Regions from separate parts of the Mus musculus genome. Here regions 2, 3 and 4 are each linked to region 1. Evidence: chromatin contacts called from public HiChIP or PLAC-seq and promoter capture Hi-C data. All regions are on one chromosome and are shown on one strand. The core of a region is the stretch at or near the end of the contact, and the rest is flanking DNA. Distances in the headings are between cores, read along the strand shown. Region 1 has its middle 14 kb from the start of Slc25a21. Region 2 holds the start of Nkx2-1 (NK2 homeobox 1). Region 3 holds the start of Nkx2-9 (NK2 homeobox 9). Region 4 holds the start of Pax9 (paired box 9).

Region 1 (4,839 bases), core at 1,097-3,596:
GCTCTAAAATGGGCTGGTGTGTTGATGGGGGAGGGTGGTCATCTAAGAAAAAATAAGAAACCAATGATATGAGGTTTGGTATAACAAGAGACAGCCATTTCCTTCCTTCCTTCCTTCCTTCCTTCCTTCCTTCCTTCCTTCCTTCCTTCCTTCCTTTCTTCTTTCTTTCTTTCTTTTTTTTCTTTCTTTTTTTCTTTTTTTTCTTTCTTTTTTTCTTTTCTTTCTTTCTTTCTTTCTTTCTTTCTTTCTTTCTTTCTTTCTTTCTTTCTTTTTTTTGTGTTTTGTTTTGTTTTCGAGAGACAGGGTTTTTCTGTGTAGCCCTGTCTGTCCTGGAACTCACTTTGTAGACCAGGCTGGCTTCAAACTCAGAAATCTACCTGCCTCTGCCTCCCAAGTGCTGGGATTAAAGGCGTGTGCCACCACCACCTGGCTGAGACAGCCATTTTAAAGTGAACAGTCATTGCCACTTAGCACATTCACAGTGTTGTGGAGCCACCATCTTTATCTAGCTTCCAAGTATTTCCTCCAACCCTCTGCAGGTTCTCAGAATCAAATGAGTCACTTGTTTCAAACCATAATCAAACAGCAAATTAAATCATTAGTTGGAAATGAGGGACCCCATGTACACATACCTAAGATAAAAATTGTTACAGAAATTCCCTGAAGTGTTCTTTTATTTATAAGCTTGTAACAACATTTCCAGAACACTTTCCATTCTGAAGTTTCCCACAGGAGTCAAGGACAGCTGGCCTAATGCACACAATAGCTTGCAGAGTAAGCTGTCTCTGTAGCGGAACTGTTTCAGAACAAATACTATGAACTTCTCTCTTTTGCCTCTACAGATTTCTTCTTACCTCAGACTCGCTGGACTGACTCTTAGACCCCTGTGGTCTGTGTGTTCTGTATTATAATTCTCTCGTTTAATCCCAAATAATTTCATTGCCTTTAGAAATGCTCTGCTATCATTCAGGCAGGTAGACCAAAAAAGAAATAAGGTACCCATTAAGTGGTCATCTTTTTCTTCTCTTTGTTAGCATTTTGTCTAAGCGCTGCCTGACTCACTATAAAAGGGACTGCTTGCCCCCTCCTCTCTGTCTCTCTTGCTCTTGCCTTCTTGCTCCCTCCCCCTCCCCTCCCATTAACCTCCCCCCCCTCTCCACGTGCTCATGGTCAGCCTCTTCTTTCTCTTCTCTTCTCTTCTCTTCTCTTCTCTTCTCTTCTCTTCTCTTCTCTTCTCTTCTCCTTCTCCTTCTCCTTCTCCTTTCCCCCACCCCTGCCTCTACTACCCTCTTGACTCCCCCCTCCCCCCATGCCCTGAATAAACTCTATTCTACACTATACTGTTGTGTGTGTGGTCCCTCAGGGAGAAGGATGCCTCAGCATGGGCCTACCGAGGGACCCCCTTCCCCTACACCTGACTACACCTCCATAGAACATATCCCCCCCAGCCAGGCGGTGGAGGGGCACGCCTTTAATCCCAGCACTTGGGAGGCAGAGGCAGGCGGATTTCTGAGTTTGAGGCCAGCCTGGTCTACAGAGTGAGTTCCAGGACAGCCAGGGCTATACAGAGAAATCCTGTCTCGAAAATCAAAAAAACAAACAACAAAACAAAACAAAACAAAACAAAACAAAACAAAACAAAAGAACATACCCCCCCCCGCTTTAATCTTTTTATTTTATTTTATTTTATTTTATTTTATTTTATTTTATTTTATTATGAACACATCATATGATGCGAATCTCTGCAGGTTTGCATCCCTCCTGCTATCACAGGACCCTGCCCCTTGCGTTCTGCCACGTTGCTTTCCCATGCTGACCATCTGGTGCCCCTATACTTGAACTCTCTCTTGAGTGGGACTCCTGCGCTCTGCCCGCCAAGGCTGGCACCACCCCTGCCTGGCTGCTTGGCTCGCAGCCGCGGGAAAAACAGTTTTGGCCCTGCCTGCCCTATTTGCCCCTGTTGCTGTCGCCACTGCCTTCTTTGACCACTATTGTAGCTGCTTTTGGATGTCTTTGTTGCCTGGCTGCCTGCCTCAGCTGCGAGAAAAACGGTTTTCGCCCTGTCCAAGAAGCCACACGCCTGTACTTGTTCACACTCGCCCACAAGGGCGTGTGAGTTCTCTCTCTCTCTCCTCTCTCTCCGTCTCTCTTCTCTCCTCTCTCTTGGGAAGTGAGCGGCTAGTCCTGCCATTGGCCACAAGAATACCCTGGCCACAAGAATAGTGCACAAGTTACTAGGATATGGGATGCTACTTCAGGCGCTCCCCGCTCCCCGACCCCAAGCACTGGGTCGCTGCTTCCTGCCTTTGGAGGAAGTCCCACCCTGCTCGGTCTAAGTAAACACACTGCACAACTGCCCGCTGCTGCTGTCAACACCGCTGTCTCGAAATGAAGGCAGAGACAGCCAGTCTCTCTTGAATGCCATCTGACCTATTTTGCCTCCTAGCGATCTGTGCTTTTCAGACTGTGCAGGTGTCCCATGCCACCAGCCAGCCAGGGTATTCGAGCCTGGTGCCTCAACAGCACATACTCGCGCACCTGTCTCCACGGTCCAGCCTGCTCTCTTTACAATCCAGTTCATCAAGGATACATGCCTGTGCCCGCAGCCTCTTCTCACAGCCTGCCCACTGACTTTGTGTCACAGGCCTGGACCCACTGGGACAAGCTCACTTTCTGTCACCATGATCTTATGCCACTGCTGTCAGCTCTCTGGTCCACACCAACTCTAAGTCAAGTGTTTCTCTACTACTACAAAGCCAAATATTTCTCTGCTAATGCAAAATGTGTTTTTCTTTACTTACACCACATGTCAAAGTTACTTAAGATTTTCGTTCCTATCCTGTCTTGATAAATAATGATTTTTGCTACTGCCATTAAATTATGGTGTGCTCTATTCAGATATGACCAATTGATATAGCTCTCAATCTTGTCAGAAGTCTGCTAATTATTAATATACTTAAGTTTATGACAGACAGAATCTCCCAAGACCTAACAACTTACCCCCAAGGTCTCAGAGGATATGGACACAACTACAAGAGGCTGCCTGGGTTGTGGTATGATAACCAATCAGAAACACAGTGGACAAAACTGGATACCCTGAGTCAAATGACATATATGGTCTAAATCAAGGTAAGCCATTTCTCACACTTGTCCATTCCACGGGAAAAAGAAAAAAGCCCTCCATCTTCTGGGCTTGAAAGCCAGACTGACTACGCCCACATTGCCATCGAGACCATAGAGACCATAGAGACCATAGGGAACTGTTAGGACTATAGGTACACTCTGCCACTTTTTAAATAATATATGACTGCTAGATTATAACTTATTCTTCCTCAGATTTATGACTCCATTGACAGCTAAGGTAACTGTAGCTGGACAGATAGAAAACAGACCTAACTCTTCACCTAAACTCAGTTTCTAGGGACTAGTTCAGCTGTAAGCTTTCACAGATGTAATCTGTTATTTCTTACACAAACTCAGTTTCCATCAACTAAATGCTTCATATTTCCTATTTTTTGCTATGTCACTGTCCTAACATTATTCGAGTTCTTATAAATTTGCCTAACTCTAACAAAACATTCCACTATATGATCCAACGATATAATCACAAATTCTTTTTCTTTCTGTTCCACAAAAGGCTCATCTTAAAGAATGTGCATGTTGGGGCTGGTGAGATGGCTTAGTGGTTAAGAGCGCTCTTCCGAAGGTCCCCAGTTCAAATCCCAGCAACCACATGGTGGCTCACAACCATCCCTAACGAAATCTGATGCCCTCTTCTGGAGTGTCTGAGGACAGCTACAGTGTACTTACATATAATAAATAAAATAAATCTAAAAAAAAAAGAATGTGCATGTTATTCAGTCATGTTGTTATCTCTTTTATAAACTTATAAGCTACAGGAAACCCACTCAGACCTACCTCTCATGGACCAAATAGACTCCATCCAGATAAGTATATCTGCTAATCAATAGCCTACAGTTCCCTTACTACCTATTTCAGAGGATGGGACTCCTCTGGGTTTCAAATGTACATCTAAGAAAAAAATTCTTCCTCCTAAATGCACTTAGTCTTATTCTCTACCTATGATATATGTATGTGCGTATCAGCATCTTGTGAAGTCCAGCACTTACTACATCAAAGACAGCTCCAGAGAAGTGACCTACAGATGCTCCAACCTTCCCTCACAGACATAGATGCTTCTAGTGGACTTCTTCCTTCTGATCTATCCACAGACGGTTCCATAGACCCTGGGCAGTAAAGGAAACAGCCAACTCTTCTAAGGCTGGACCAACATCCCCATACCCATTTCCTTAGGTTTCCTGGAGACATGTCACCCCAAAGCCAGCAGGAATTAGTTGAAGATTACAACAACCCTAGTCCTGCTCCACCATCACTTCCTCCTATTTTTTTCCTTTTTAATTAAACCAAAATGGGGGACTGTTAGCATTTTGTTTAAGCTCTGCCCCACAGTTACCAGGCAACAGCTGGGTGTGTCTGACTCATTATTAAAGGGGCTGCTTGTTCCCTCCTCTCTTTCTTTTTTTTGTTTTTTGTTTTTTTTTTTTTGTTTTTGTTTTTGTTTTTGTTTTTTTTGAGACAGGGTTTCTCTGTATAGCTCTGGCTGTCCTGGAACTCACTTTGTAGAGCAGGCTGGCCTCGAACTCAGAAATCCGCCTGCCTCTGCCTCCTGAGTGCTGGGATTAAAGGCGTGCATCACCACGTCCGGTGCCCCTCCTCTCTTTCTTGCTTTCTCTTGTTCTTCCCTTCTTGCTTCCACTTCTCTCCCCATTCTCCTCCCCTCTCTCTTTCCACGTGCTCGCACCTCTCTCTCTCTCTCTC
Region 2 (4,839 bases), core at 1,264-3,763, 670 kb after region 1:
ACATAATCAGAAAGTGGTAAAGCCAGGTCTCAGACACCAAGATTTCTGAGCTCTACTCCAGGGCATCTCCACCCCCCCCCCCAAGTCCCCCAGCACTAACCTAGCTAATCCAGGACACAAAACTTCACTGGGACACGCCCCCTTTCTCAATGCTTGTTACAAAGTAATTATACATCACTGCAGTGATCTAGTGCTAATATGGAAGCTTCAGGTGGAGACCGGCCATAGATAGGTCGTTAATGGCTAAATACTCTGACCTAGCCTACCAAATATCGGATACAGCATGGGTTCCAAGAGTAGTTGCTAAGTGAATCATGAATTGTAAGATAACATTTTGAACTTTGCAGCATTAGAAGAAGCACATCTAGTGCCCTTGGCAGATGTGAAGGGTTTCATGGGAGTTGGAAGTAAGCAAGCTGAGGTGTAGGTGGCAAGTGGTAGATCTGGTTTGGACATCCTCTCTCTAGCGTTCTACCAGTGAGCTTTCAAAGAGACACTGGAGGGGAAGAAGGAAGTGTCCCTCTGCTACACTGCTGCAAAGACTAATGGTTACTCTGCTCTTCTTCTGGTGAAGCCTGAGTCTCTGCAGCCCTTTGATTCCTAACTAGTGAGATTAAAGAGGACCCTTGGGGCTGAACCAGGGAATAACCTTATGAGGGCTGAGCTCTGTCCTGCTAGCCACAAGGCCAGTCTACTGACAGCGCAGGAGGCACCAGCCATGAGGGGTGGACTAGGTTTTTAAGAATTAATCCACAGCTACAAGAGGGGAAAAAAATATCTCTGGTTTAACCCGAGTGGGTCCTGTTCAAGATGAGTCAGAGAGGCAGCATGCTCTCTAGTCAGAAAGACTAACCTGGTGAGAATTCTCAAGATCTTTGCATGGATGAGTTCAGAGATAAATAGGTGGCTCCCCACCCACCCACCCAACACCCCCCCCAGGCCCCCAAAGGCTCTTGAGAATTCTGGCTTACTCTTGTGGATGTCAGTGCTCATGGGAAATAATCCAGAATGGTGGATGTTTATGAAGGGGCAGAAGTATGGGAAGTTCATTTGGTTCAAGTCACAGAGTGCAACAGAGCCCCTCACCCCCAGTTCTAGATGGGAGCTGTTGGCATTGGTGCCAGCAGGAGAAGTTTGAAGCTCAGTCCAGTTCCCCTCCCCTTCAGGGTAAAGCATGGGGGTTGCCAGGCATCACTCCCCTCGAACTCTGACTGAAGCTCAGCCCCTCACCTAGTGCTGTGCGGCTGGGGATGGGGGCCCCTAGTTACAGTAGGGCTAAGATGCAGCTTGTGTACATTCTCCCAAACTGGCCACCTGCTGGTGTTTTTGAAGGTCCGGGCTGCACGGCTCAGAGACTGTAGAAGATTGAACAAACCTTTCACTCCAGACTAACAGGCCCCCCGAAGAAGCAATGGATTTGATATTAACCACAGACACAGAAATATCGACCTTGTTAGTGAGCTTAATTTTCTTCCCTCAAAGCTTTGGGCGTGTTTTGATGTGCCTGATTTTGCTTAAATCTCACCAAAAAACCTTCTGAAGAATTACCTCCTTCTGTAAGTGGCACTAAAACCGGGAGAGACAAATGACACTCTACCCTTGGTGTTCCTATGACCACCAACAATTATAAAATAACGGGGTTAAATGGAGACGGAGGACCAGGGACTTCCTAAGACGATCCCGTTCCCAATGCTAGCAGATCTGGGTCGCGCCTTCAGACTAGGTCTGCATTATGCTTTGCCTGCCCTTTCTGCCGTTCACTTGATCTAGCGTGGCTTCCCCTCCCTGCACTCTCGACACTGTAGACCAAAGTGCTGTAGCTCATCTTGAGAGCGCCCCCCAGAGAAGTCCCTGGGAAAGGAGAGCGCAGAGCTCTGCTTTCCACTTGTCCTTAGCTACAGAGACACAACGCACCTGGCCGCTTAAAGTCGGGGTTCCCTGCTTCAAAGCCACCTCGGGGGCGGTTCGAAAATGCGGGCCCAGATGGGAGGCCCGCTGATGCCCAGAGCCTTCCTTCCCTTCACGATGGAGGTAGGTGGTGAGGAAAGCTAATGTTAGTTTAGTCGTCGGCTTTGTGTTGAGGGAGTAGAGAGCACTCTTCAAGGAGAGATCTTAAAAAGCAAATAAAACAACTTTCCATACTATAATTGCTATTAATGGAAAGGAGCCTACCCTGCTGAATTAAGTAGTTCAAAACTGCTTGTTCATTATCGGGAGCTCCCTCACTACAAGGAGGGGAAAGAAAATGTGAAAACAAAAACCAAAATCAAGAAGCCTCCTTGACTGGCCGCCGAAGTGTCTAGGAGGCACCTGCCGGGCCAGGAAGCACTCCGCCCTCCCAGCCTCTAGCGCTCCAAGAAAGCTCGAACAGCAGACAAGCAAAGCCAAAACAAAAACAAACAATAACGAAAACGCTTAAATTCCAAGGAGAAAAAAAAAAAAACGGAGGTGGTCTCCAAATCTGTGCCATGCAGGGCTTGGCTGGGTAACCCACTTAGCTGCTGATCCTGACCTGGTAACAGCAATGAGGCTGACGCCCCCGGGCCCGCTAGGGAGCACAGCCCACAGCTCCCCCTTGCCAGGCGCCCAAGGACCCTCAAGGCGCGGGGCTCACACTTGAAGCCTGGGAACGCTCAGACAGGAAACCCACTTCCTCCTAAGCAGTTTCTTCCTAGCCGGATGAGAGGCGCCCAATTGAAGCAGAATGATCCTCATCTACTAATATCCAGCGTGGCCACAAAGCGACCGGCCATTTACGCCGCCACTTTAGACAAAGATATTTGGTTATTCCCGGGGAAGCAAGTGCACTTTTGCATGGCTGAGCTCCGGGAGGAGGCGAGCCTCAGCCCAGCCTCCCGCCCGCTGGGCTGCGGGCGTCGAGATATTCGCCTCCTCCCGGACAACGAGTTCCACCCGGGTTCAGACTCAGTTCCACTCTGCAACGGATCTGCGGGCGCTCACGCGGCTCCCCGCCCGGGCTTTCACTGAAGCATCGGAAGGGAAAACTGCGGGGATCTGAGCTGGGGTGCTGGGACTGGGATGTCCTCGGAAAGACAGCATCAGCTTCTGAAGCCGAAGTATCCAGGCCATGGGCAAGGGTCAGGGGCACCAGGTTTGTTCGAGATGGGGCAACTTCCGTGGTGGACTCTCCTGTTAATCCCCCGCACCCTTAGCCTCGTAGCTCAGAGGGCCAGCGGTGTACTTGCCTGGGCCGGCAAAAGGGGTGGAGAAAGGGAGCGGCGGGGTGGGGTGGGCTGGGGGGGCTGGTCCGCTAGGGAGCCAGGAGCTTGGTGGGGGGTGGCGCGGGGATCGGTGACAGCCTCCCGGAGGCAGTCGTTCCCTTACTCAGCTCCCCCTCCGCCCGCTGGGATTCTCTCGGGTAAGGGGAAAGGGGGCGGGGAGCAGAGGTGTCCCTCTGACGGCGGCGGCAGAAGAAGCAGACAGACTGACAGACACATAGACCAACAGTGCAGCCCCAGGGTTCATCCCCAGACTCGCACACTCTTTTGGTGGTGACTGGGGCTCAGCGCAGCGAAGCCCGATGTGGTCCGGAGGCGGTGGGAAGGCGCGGGGCTGGGAGGCCGCAGCGGGAGGGAGGAGCAGCCCCGGCAGGCTCAGGTGAAATCCCGCTCCCTGCTCCTCAGCCCCCTTCTCCCCCAAAGGCCAGCCCCTGACCTCGGAACCCCGACCAAATTGGACCGCGGTTCCACTTTGTAACTCCCCAAGTTGGTTGCAAAGCAGTATTCACCTTCCGTTCTCCTTTCCATCCCTCCCCTTAGGTTATTCTCTACCCCACCTCTGGCCCTCCCGCTCTCGGTTCCCTCCTCCTTCCCCCCCCCCCGCCTTTTCCTCGCGCGCCACAGGCACCCCACAAAAATGGGGGTGGGGGTGTCCAAGGGAGGGGGAAAGTAATGCTTTGGTTCTCTCTCTCTCTCTCTCTCTCTCTCTCTCTCTCTCTCTCTCTCTCTCTCCCTCTCTCCTTCTTTCTCTCTTTGAGACCTAAAAATCTTGACAAGTGAAGCTTAAAGGTGTTTACCTTGTCATCAGCATGTAAGCTAATTATCTCGGGCAAGATGTAGGCTTCTATTGTCTTGTTGCTTTAGCGCTTATGCCCCGCCTCTGGTGGCTGCCTAAAACCTGGCGCCGGGCTAAAACAAACGCGAGGCAGCCCCCGAGCCTCCACTCAAGCCAATTAAGGCGGACTCGGTCCACTCCGTTACGTGTACATCCAACAAGATCGGCGTTAAGGTAACACCAGAATATTTGGCAAAGGGAGAAAAAAAAAGTAGCGAGGCTTCGCCTTCCCCCTCTCCCTTTTTTTTTTCCTCCTCTTCCTTCCTCCTCCAGCCGACGCCGAATCATGTCGATGAGTCCAAAGCACACGACTCCGTTCTCAGTGTCTGACATCTTGAGTCCCCTGGAGGAAAGCTACAAGAAAGTGGGCATGGAGGGCGGCGGCCTCGGGGCTCCGCTCGCAGCGTACAGACAGGGCCAGGCGGCCCCACCGGCCGCGGCCATGCAGCAGCACGCCGTGGGGCACCACGGCGCCGTCACCGCCGCCTACCACATGACGGCGGCGGGGGTGCCCCAGCTCTCGCACTCCGCCGTGGGGGGCTACTGCAACGGCAACCTGGGCAACATGAGCGAGCTGCCGCCTTACCAGGACACCATGCGGAACAGCGCTTCGGGCCCCGGATGGTACGGCGCCAACCCAGACCCGCGCTTCCCCGCCAGTAAGTGAGGCCGCCCCGCCGCGGGGCCGCGGGCTAAGCACCGGAGGCGCGGTCGGCGCGGCCGGCGAGGTGCGGCGCCCGCCGGTGGCGCTGGGCATCGGGGTGG
Region 3 (4,839 bases), core at 825-3,324, 600 kb after region 1:
TGAAAAGTTAACACATAGACTCCTGGAATGTCCTGCAAGGTGGATCAGAGTCTACAGACGATGAATCCCAGCATAGATAGGTCAGAGAAAATCGAGAGGGAATGAAAGTCAGAAACTAATAGTCTGAGAAATTACCAAATCTATTCGTCTTGGGAGAAAGCAGGAGCGGGGGGGGGGGGGGGAGGTAGATCGGAGAGAGAGAATCTCAAGATTGTCCATTTTGCCAGAGGCAGAGGATGCACAGGTTTCCAGGCCGGAGCGGCTTCACCTGGCACAGCTTCCAAGTTCACAGAGTCTGGGAATCTACGCTTAGGCTTCTCTAAAACTCTACCACCTCCCGCCAAACCTCTGGCTCCCGCAGGAGTTTTTTCTGCATAGAGGTCAGCACAGTCATTTCAATTTAATCTCATTTAAAAAGACATAACTAATAAATCTATTGCCAGGACCACAGAAAGACAGCCAGCAGAGTCGATCGATCTCCCAATCCCATTGAATCCCATTGAAAACCATGACAACACCGGACAAGCTCCGATTTATCCCAGGGAGCTAAAGCGCATTGTGAGCAGACATCAATCACGCATTATTCCGGACTGAACAAATGCAAAATCTTTGCTGGAACAAATGCTTCCAACAGGTCCGGGCGTCCCAGCTCCATTTCCCCTTTGTTTGTGGCCTAGCAGTTGGCCTGTAGTGGGCTAGCCTCCGCCCGACCACCCAGCGCGCGGTACCACCGGCCACTTTAGGCACGCTTGGTAGGACTGCAGCTGGGGGTGGACGCAGGCTGGGTGAGGCGGGAGGGGGGGTGAGGGTGGGGGCGCCACGCCCTTGTCAGGTTCGAATTCAGCCTCAGCAAAGCCCGGTTTTCAGATGCGGCTACCCAAATGTAGCTCTCATCCCTGAAATTTAGAAACCAGGTACCCAAATAACTAGCTGGATAGAAAAAGGCTTCTGAGACCGCACTCTAGCGCTAGACTGGAGCCAGAGGAAGACTAGAAAGGCCAACAGAATGTGCCTGCTGCTGCCGGATTCTGCCCTCTCCTACCTCCTTCACCCGCCTTCCACGTGGATCATTTTATCTGTGTTCCCTTGGTGACTAGAGGATCTGGGAGACATCTCCTGCCAGGCACATTTCTTTTGGGCAGGCCTGTTGCTAATTCTGCCTATCCGCCCATTCTATGTCAGACGGGGCAGCTGTGGTGTGGTCTGCTACACTGTGAGCAGTGAGTAATGCAGACCGCTCACTGTCCCTTCCTATGCTGCTAACTGGCACCGACTTGGGAGATGAAGGGCAGGGACGAAGCCCTAGTGACAATACCAAGGAAGCTTTGGTAGGCCACCCTAAAATCTGCTACCTCCCTTGGGTCCTCGAATGGAGGAGCTCAGCCAGAGTCCCAGACTCAGGGTCCATAGATGCCAGACCAGGATGGACATTTCGGGACCTGGATGTTGGCTGTTTTGTTGGCCTGAGGAGACAGACACAGGTCCCAAGCTCTCCCACAGGCTTCCAGACCTTTCAGACTGTGTGTGGTGAGTGTGTGTGTGTGTGTGTGTGTGTGTGTGTGTGTGTGTATGTAGGCTCCTGCAAAATCTGTGCCCTAGACATCTGGAAAGACCAGGCCATCCTCTGATATCTAAGGAATGCTACCAAAAAAAAAAAAAAAGTGCGCCAGTTTAACGTAGTTATAAATCACTTTCCAAATAATTATGAGAAACTACCATTCCAGCAGGGAAGCTCCGGGGAAAAACAAACAAGGAATAATAAAGTCGCTCCACCCTCCCCAGCTCTACCACCCAGCCCAGGCCCCACGTCAGCCTGAGAGGAGAAGGAAGCTGGGGCTCAGTTGGGAGGACCATGGTCACTGTTCGCCACCCAAGATGTTATTCACTGGTAACAATCCCCATTATCTGTCCCCACTTTGGTCTAATCAGACAATCGCTAATACCAGGCCAGCTTCCTGCGACCTCTGGGAGGTAGTCTTGCAGAGGGGGCGGGTGCCGGGCGGGGCGGAGCGGGAGGCGGGGGAAGGGGGGGCGGAGATGGCACCTTCCGGACTTGCCCCGGCTTCGCTCCAGCACTCATTCAGGTACTTAAAACCCTGGACACCCCGACTGCGGTTTTCAAAGCCCTCCGAGTAGCAAGGGCTGTTAATATAAATAGGGATTCCTCCCGCAAAGGTGCTGGCGTCTCAAGGCCAGCGCATGGCGAGCGCCTCGCACTTCCATCCTTAGGAGCGGCGTCCCCAGCTGTCCCTGGGTCCCTAGCCTACCCTGCCCCCCACCTTCTTCCCCTCCTCGGCCATGGCCACCTCTGGACGCCTCGGCTTCACGGTGCGCAGCCTCCTGAATTTACCTGAACAGGATGCGAAGCCTAGGGTGAGGCGCGAGCAACAGACGTGCGTTCCACAGACTGCTGCCTGGCTGGAGTCGGAGTGCAGCCACTACCTGTGTGAGTGAGCCAGGACTGCGGCCGGGGGTGGGGAGTGCGGAGGAGGGACCCAGCCAAGCCTCTGGGGTCAGGGATGGAGAGTGGAGATTCCCAACCCAGAATCAGGTTCCTTCGACCCTAGAGCAAGCGCGAAGCTCTGTGGTCCTCAAACAGACAGGTGGTGCGTCTGAGTCCACACATCCTGAGAGTAGATCTTGGTCCTGGACTGCTGAGGAAGGTAGTGGTTTTGGTGTCTGGCGATCCGAAAAGACCGGGATATTTAAAGATTTGAAACCTTCCTTTTGTGTCCCAGGGCTTTGCAAACTTCAAATCAGAGGTGGCCGGTATGGGTGACTCAGCTTGTGGGAAACTAGTCTGCCAGCTCAGTTACTGTTGCGATTCCTTTAAGAGGACCCCAGGGTGGGTTTCTCTGGGGCATCATCTCAGGTCTGCCGATTACTCTTGTAGTATGGTTGAGGTAAGAGTAGGGAACGTGGGTACCCAGAAGTGAATACAGCAAAGCAAATGGGTCGCAAAGCCCGGAGCAAGAGAATTGGGACTCCAGGTGGAGACGAGGGTGGGAGACAGGTCCCAGACACCCGTAGAGGCTGGCCTCTCACCAGGCGACGTCTGCTTTGCTTTGTGGTTCCCAGCCTCGGACGAGAGCGGCCTGGAGACAAGCCCTGCAGACTCGTCGCAGCTGGCTTCGCTCAGGCGGGAGTCCCCCGGCTCCGACCCGGAGAAGAGGAGGAAGCGGCGGGTGCTGTTCTCCAAGGCCCAGACCTTGGAGTTGGAGCGGCGCTTTCGGCAGCAGCGCTACCTGTCGGCGCCGGAGCGGGAACAGCTGGCTCGACTCCTGCGCCTCACGCCCACGCAGGTCAAGATCTGGTTCCAGAACCACCGCTACAAGCTGAAGCGAGGGCGAGCGCCTGGGATCACAGAGCCTTCGGATATGGCAGCATCATCTGATCTGCACGCCGCTCCCGGCCTGCTGCGCCGCGTAGTGGTACCCGTGCTGGTTCACGACCGGCCACCGAGCAACAACGGCAGAGGTGAGGGGACCTCTGCGGTGCCCCAGGACAAGTGCAGCGCACGCCTGGCCACTGCGTGTCCGGTGCCAGGCTACACCGCCTTCGGACCGGGCTCGGCGCTTGGCCTCTTCCCAGCCTACCAGCACTTAGCACCACCAGCTCTGGTCTCCTGGAACTGGTGAGGCTGCTGCGGAGTGCCTAAAGCCACCCTAGACTTGGGACATTGCTGTTTGGTCCGCCGCAGTAGAGCTACAGCCACACCAAAGTCAGGAGGTGACCCTTGCAGGAGCCCTTCTTGAGTCCTGGGTCCCTGGATTGCCCTAACCGGCAAACACACACACACACACACACACACACACACACACACACACACACACACACACAAGGGACTGTCTCCAAGACTCGGAATGGTTGCCCGGGCGCCAGTCCCAGAGCAAGATTTTATTTCTTGAGCATTATTTGTATATTTTAAAATAGCGACTTGTATGAAGCAACTTATTTTTAAAAAAGAAATAGAGTGTTTTCCCCTTGACTTGTTGCGCTAGATTATACTGTGGAGGGTTGGGTCGCTGGCGCTCCTACCACTAAAGGGATGGAAACTGGTTTCCCTTGGCTGGAGGTGGAAAGACCATTTACACTGAGACCCATCCCCGGTTTATACTGTAGGTCAGAATAAAGTCCCAACAAGACTTTGGGAGGAAAGGGAGTAGGAGAGGCAACGGAGGCGATCTGGGTAGCTCTGCAGAGTGAAGCTGGAGATTCTTTAGTCTCTGGCTCCAAGACTGAAAGCTTATCCTGCCCCTCGAGCAGGGTCCTGACTCAAGGCTGTTTCCAGGACTTGAGGATTGAGGAGCTTGGAAGCAAGGAACTTGGAACATACAGTTAATGCCATGAGCGCTTCAATGTGCTGTTTCCTGCCTCCTCTACCCGGCAGTGGTGGGACTGGAGAGGGAGGGCATTGAAGAAATAAAAAGGGCCACAGAATGACCTGCCCAGGGCACTGTTTCCAGGCTACCCTAGGGAAAGAGGGTAATGCTAGGATTGCTATGCTGGGGTGCGATCGGCTAGTAAGAGTCCAGTCAGCAGTGCACACACGGAATGATCTCCTTTCCATTCCAGGCCTTGGTTTGCCCCTGTTCTTTTCCTGGGTATATAGTGAGGGAGGAAATCCAGGGCAGGCAGTCGCTGTCTCTGAAGCTGTGACCTTATCTCTGGAAACCCATTTCAGAAAGAGGAGAGGAGAGAGGTGTCCAGTTGGTCCAGGAACAGGGACAAGGCCCCTGATGAGGTCTGAAGAGAAAGCATTAGGCTTGGTAAAGGTCCTCGATTTCTTGTCCAAAGAAGAAGAGGAGGAGGAGGAAGAGGAGGAGGAGAAGGCATCAA
Region 4 (4,839 bases), core at 640-3,139, 520 kb after region 1:
TAATGAGATCAGGACACCCCCTGGGAAGACTCCTTAGGTTTCCAAAAGAAAAGAGCCACAGGTGGTGGGATAGACACTCGCTAGAGGCCGAAGGTACTGGGGTTCCCGAACGCGTGCAGGAACCCACTCCGCTCTGCACACTGCCTCTGAGCTCCTTACCTTGGTCGGTGATGGAGCGGATGCCCAGAATGTCCGTGACGGAGTGAGAGGAGGGCCAGGTGCGCGGCAAGGCCACCGATCCGGGGATGGCCGGCACCCCAGGTGGTGTAGGCACCTTAGCTGCTGCCGCCGTGATGGGACTGGGATATGAGTAAATGTGGTTGTAGGGCAGCGCGGGCTGCGGCGCGGGCTGGTGCTGCTTGTATGAGTCGTAATGACCCTGCTGGGCCAAGTTGCCGATCTTGTTGCGCAGAATACGGCTGATGGAACTCACCGAGGGCACGTTGTACTTGTCGCACACGCCATCCGCCAGCAGGCGGTCCCGGATCTCCCAAGCGAAGATGCCTGGGTCCCTCTGCTTGTAAGTCCGGATGTGTTTCACCACAGTAGGGGTGGTGACCCGGGGCTTGCTCCCCCCAATAGCTCCCGGCAAAATCGAACCGGTCTCGTTGTAGCGCGCCAGGATCTTGCTGACGCAGCCGTGCGAGACCCGTAGCTGGCGGCTGATGTCACAAGGTCGGATGCCCAGTTGGGCTAATTCCACGATGCGAAGCCGAATGGCGTTGGGCAGCGGCCTTCCGTTCACGAACACTCCTCCCAGCTGGTTCACCTCCCCGAAGGCTGGCTCTGCAAAAGGAGCACAGAGCGCGCCACAACGCGCACCAACTGCTTGGGACAGCCGCCTGCCACTCGGCCTCCAAGAGCGTCCAGGGGCAGGGTTATGACACCCTTCTATAAGGACTGGGGTTGCCCCGAAACCAGACTGTTCCGGCCTGAGCCAAACGTCTCAAAACAAGCTGCGGCCAGACCTCGCTCCTACTTTGCGATTCCCAACAACAAACAAGAAGAGAGACCCAGGGCAACTCCGGACACTTAAAACTCTCCGAAGCAGGCGGGGAAATCGGTTCTGAGGCTCCAGCGCGCCCCTCTTTGCCTGCCTGGTACCAAAACACTCGGCCCTTGCTCCCTTCCACCGCCTTACCCCTCCCTTCTGCGGGGTTAGACGCAGTCCAGAGAAAGCTGGGGGGGGGGTGTTTTTGTTCTGTTTTGCTTGCAAGTGTAAACACGTGTGCAACAAAACTTGGATTGACACTGGAGCTGCGAGATTCGCCAATGCCACGGCCCTCTTCCCTTAAATCGCAAAATGGCATCAATTGTCACCCAGTGGCTCTCACAGAACCCTTTCCGCCACTGACCCTTGGAGGGTGCTTACAGCTCGACGGACGCAGTCTGAGTCAATACAGCGCGGTGGCGCGCCTCAGCTCCCTCCCTCTAGCCCTCGCCTGCTCGCTCCCTCCCTCCTCGGATCTGACAACGTCCCCCATCAGCCACTCACCCATTGCTCTGAGCAGTACACCAACCCGGCCCCAGTTCCGCACTCCCAGAAAGAAACTTTTTTCTTGTTCTCACTGAGCCGGCCTGTCGCTGCTCCAAGCCGAGGGTGCCTTGGCTTCTTCCCGGGAGGAGGCGACAAGAGTGCCAAAGGAAAGAGTAAAAGGAAGTCTGTGCCGGGCTGAAAGAGGCTTGAGTTCTGCATTTCAATCTAAGCAGCAACGTGGGCTGGGCTGAGCAGGGCCGGGCGGCTCAGTCTATCACTCACTTGTGACACACCCCAAAAGAGGTGGGCCCGCGAGCAATCTGCGTTGTAATTGGTGCAGGCCGGTGAGTGACAGCTCAGTCCGGGAAACTCCTTCCGCCGTCTGTTTCTGGCTGGCTCCGCACCTGGGTGACTAAATACAATGAATAAGAGTGTTTGACGTCTTCCCAGGGGCGCCGCAAACAGAGTGCAAAATCAAGCTGATAAAAATGCTGAATAAGCGAACAGAAGCTTTGGTCTCGGTTTGAATAACTTTAAGTGGGTAGAGACCGAGGACACCTTTTGGGGAAGAGATGAATTTGTCAAATTAAAGTTGGAGGTTAGAGCTCTCAGAGAACAAGTGGCACGACCCTTAAGGGATGACTGAGAACTACCTGTCATGCTGACCTTTGGGGACTGTCAGAATCTTGTCCACAAATTCTATCTCCTTCCAGTTCACTCAGGATGGGGAGAAGTCGAGTGGAGGAGGCGCTTGAGGTGTAAGGACAAGAGACTCCTTCCCGTACCCCGCCCGAAGTGGTTAGTCCAGCAGTGAGGGGCTAAACCTCAGTCAAGCAGGATCCTAGCAGAGGCCAGGTGCAGTGAGGAAAAAAAAATTAAAAAACCAGACTAAAGAGGAGCACAGGACGTCCACGGGGAAGGAGGGTTGATCCCCGGAGCGCTGGTGGCAGTGGCCACGTCCATCCCATCCCACCCCCTTGCATCACTCACCCAGGGTCCTGGTTTCCGTGTGTAAGAATTTGCCAGGGTTCTCAACACCATAGAGCCACCTTGAAAGGTTTGATTTTAAATATGAAAGTCAGCCCCAAGGAGGTACCCGCTGACACTGCCTCTGAGCATCTGTATGTAATTCCCCGCGACTTCAGCTTAGCTACCACAGATGCTGTGTGGTTCTGCCTACCTGGGGATTTTTCACTTTCATTCACCCAAATCCGAAACGGATAGAAGAGTTTGGGACAGAGAAATGCATTTCTTTATGGAGACAAGGTTGTGACGTATGTGGACGAAATAAGGAAGAGAAGCATTGTGAATGGATTCGGGTATTTGTGTGACACCGGAAAGTGGATGATATTACTTCGTCTCCATCACAACAGCCCTCTCTTTAACACATATCCAGGATGTAGGTGATGCGCGCACTCTCCCGAAGGTTCTGCACACAAAGAAATCAGAGGAATCCCGATGTTCACCAGTAAATGACAAGAGCCCAGGACGTCTAGTAATCAGTCTTGGAGCTGACCATTGATCTCCAGGCATCTGCTTCTGTGGTGGGTGTGCACCCTGAATTCAAGTTACAATCAAGTTAAGGATTGAAAGATTACTTCAAATGTCTTTTATTGCAGTCAGGTATTTCCACAATGAGGCTTCACAAATAGAAATACTTGAACATAGCCCCCCCCCCCCTTTATTTGTTGGTTTCAGATGTTCAAAGTCATTTCAAGGCTCGACTTTGTGGTTTCATCCTTGTCTCCGCTCAATACTTGTATTGCGTAGTCAGGTGCTTTATAACAAGGAAAGCCAAGATTTCAGAAGCACCCCCAGCCCCATGCTATAGTATAAATTACTTGCAACTCAGAGACTGAGTGGAGATCAGAACTTCGCCTGAGACTTGCTCACAGAAGATACTGTGCTCTGCTCCGTGATGAGGAACCTTCATCCTCACGGGCAAGAAGTGTTCTCTGAGTGTGCTCTTTGCTCTACTTCCGTGCACCCACTGAGTATTTCACACCCTTCTGAACTGGTGTACAGAGATAGTGCCCCAGCCCGTGTGGACTAGCAAGATGTGGTGTCCTAATGAGAATCTAGCTACATCAACCCGGAGTGATCAAGAGACCTGTGTGTCTAGTTTGGGGTTTAGTACATAACATCTACTGCCGCCCCCTTTAGCTGTCGCACACCTCCCTTGCTCTTGCACAGGTCTACTGTTGGTCATCTATCGGTTTTTTTTTTTTCTTTCTATCTGTTGGACCTGGCTGTTGGTGATCTCCCTGGGCATGCGCGGACAGCATTTTACTGGGTCTCCTCAGTGTCCCTCAGGCTCTCCTACCAGAATATTCTTGGAGGCCCAGAATAAATCAACCTTGGGCACTTTGGGCCACTTTCAGCGCCCATGACCACCCGGTGCTTAGAGACCTTATAAACCGAAGATGCTGGAATAGAGGAGAGCCATGTCATCTCCAAGAAGGGGCCTGTGAGGAAACTCCCCTTCCCAAGCAAGGGCACACAGTGCCCTAGGGATCAAGTAGCCACAGATCCCAGGAGTCTTAGCAAAAACCAGGAGGGCGGAGATGTGTGAGGTGAGAGACAAGAAATGAAGGAGTGGGTAGAAGAGGGTAGGAGATGGAGAAGAGAGCCCTCCAGTGAGCCCTAGTGGACATAGAGATGCAGGACTTCAAGAAAGAGCAAGGGTCACTGAGGTCCAGGGCCCCTGGTTACTGAGATCTGGATCCAAGAGGTCATGGGGGAATCAGGAGAATTTTTACTGAAAGGAAAAATCTAAGACCAAAACCAAAACACAACCAGAAAGGCCTGCAGCTGGCTCGGGCCAGAAGGAAACCAAAAGCCTTTCTCTAAACTCCAAGGCCTCCTCTGGGGCGACCCCTTCTCTGGGTAAATATTTACTCAGTAGGAGACTGGAAGCTAGAGGACCAGAGGGTGTGAAGGAGGAGGTTACACCAGGATTCTACACACTTGGCACCGGGCAGCCCACTGTGGAAGCCAAGCCCAGAAATGCAGGGGCAGCTAGGCCCGCACAGTGCTGCGGAGTTTTATCTCCAGGGCTTCTCCTCCTCTGTTGAACTCAACCCTGCCTCCAACGACCCAGGCTCGATGCTTGTAAAGTCTTCATAAATCTGTCAGTGGTCCCAATGCCACGGGCCCGCCACTTGCAGTGCACCAAGTCCCTTTGGGCACGAGCGAGGTCTGAGGAGAGATGCGCAGGAAGTGGAATCTAGCTCTTCCCACGGCGGCTCACAGAGTATCCGGGCAGTCGCCGCCGCCATCGGAAGGCAGCACTCTAGGCTGTGTGTGAGCACTCACTTGATCTCGGTGAGTACTCAGCGTCTGTGTCCCTGGAGGTCGACTGC

The links. Promoter capture Hi-C pulls out the DNA fragments that hold promoters and counts their contacts. HiChIP or PLAC-seq counts read pairs in DNA pulled down with a chosen protein or histone mark.
Region 2: a contact with region 1 is called in a promoter capture Hi-C map of embryonic stem cells, with 12 read pairs. The contact joins the promoter of Nkx2-1 here to the enhancer-like site in region 1. A contact is called at or near these places in 12 of 39 promoter capture datasets (the 3T3-L1 cell line, 3T3-L1-derived adipocytes, cranial neural crest and 5 more), 2 of 484 Hi-C or Micro-C datasets (both in embryonic stem cells), 3 of 115 datasets of contacts at active chromatin or transcription factors (craniofacial prominence and embryonic stem cells) and 1 of 9 other capture datasets (embryonic stem cells).
Region 3: an H3K4me3 HiChIP or PLAC-seq map of forebrain shows a contact between it and region 1, with 4 times the contacts expected there. The contact joins the promoter of Nkx2-9 here to the enhancer-like site in region 1. A contact is called at or near these places in 5 of 39 promoter capture datasets (cranial neural crest, embryonic stem cells, frontonasal cranial neural crest and 2 more), 2 of 115 datasets of contacts at active chromatin or transcription factors (embryonic stem cells and forebrain) and 1 of 9 other capture datasets (embryonic stem cells).
Region 4: a contact with region 1 is called in an H3K4me3 HiChIP or PLAC-seq map of embryonic stem cells, with 48 read pairs. The contact joins the promoter of Pax9 here to the enhancer-like site in region 1. A contact is called at or near these places in 11 of 39 promoter capture datasets (the 3T3-L1 cell line, cranial neural crest, embryonic stem cells and 5 more), 1 of 484 Hi-C or Micro-C datasets (embryonic stem cells), 14 of 115 datasets of contacts at active chromatin or transcription factors (craniofacial prominence, embryonic hindbrain, embryonic limb bud and 8 more) and 1 of 9 other capture datasets (liver).

What each region holds. Positions count from the first base shown.
Region 1 is chr12:57,209,233-57,214,071 of GRCm38.p6, reverse strand. No RefSeq gene overlaps it. Among named protein-coding and RNA genes, the nearest start is that of Slc25a21, 14 kb to the right of the region's middle. Within about 2 kb of position 2,346, at least 172 of the 459 cell types and tissues checked have an H3K27ac peak or open chromatin away from gene starts, as enhancers often do. A contact at or near this core is called in craniofacial prominence, embryonic limb bud, embryonic stem cells and 7 more, where this site is marked.
Region 2 is chr12:56,534,582-56,539,420 of GRCm38.p6, reverse strand. It overlaps Nkx2-1 (NK2 homeobox 1), which reads left to right and starts at 2,513. Exons shown (of 3, transcript NM_009385.3): 1 at 2,513-3,112; 2 at 4,348-4,733. The coding sequence starts at 4,361. It overlaps Gm26973 (a long non-coding RNA gene), which reads right to left and starts at 2,231. Exons shown (of 6, transcript XR_872771.2): 1 at 1,915-2,231.
Region 3 is chr12:56,610,519-56,615,357 of GRCm38.p6, reverse strand. It overlaps Nkx2-9 (NK2 homeobox 9), which reads left to right and starts at 2,074. Exons shown (of 2, transcript NM_008701.2): 1 at 2,074-2,446; 2 at 3,079-3,965. The coding sequence starts at 2,299. The coding sequence ends at 3,638. All of the region lies in intron 3 of Gm26973 (a long non-coding RNA gene), which reads right to left.
Region 4 is chr12:56,692,521-56,697,359 of GRCm38.p6, reverse strand. Pax9 (paired box 9) reads right to left here and starts at 1,889. Exons shown (of 4, transcript NM_011041.3): 1 at 1,496-1,889; 2 at 160-786. The coding sequence starts at 1,499. It overlaps Gm15524 (a long non-coding RNA gene), which reads left to right and starts at 2,593. Exons shown (of 3, transcript XR_003950120.1): 1 at 2,593-4,801.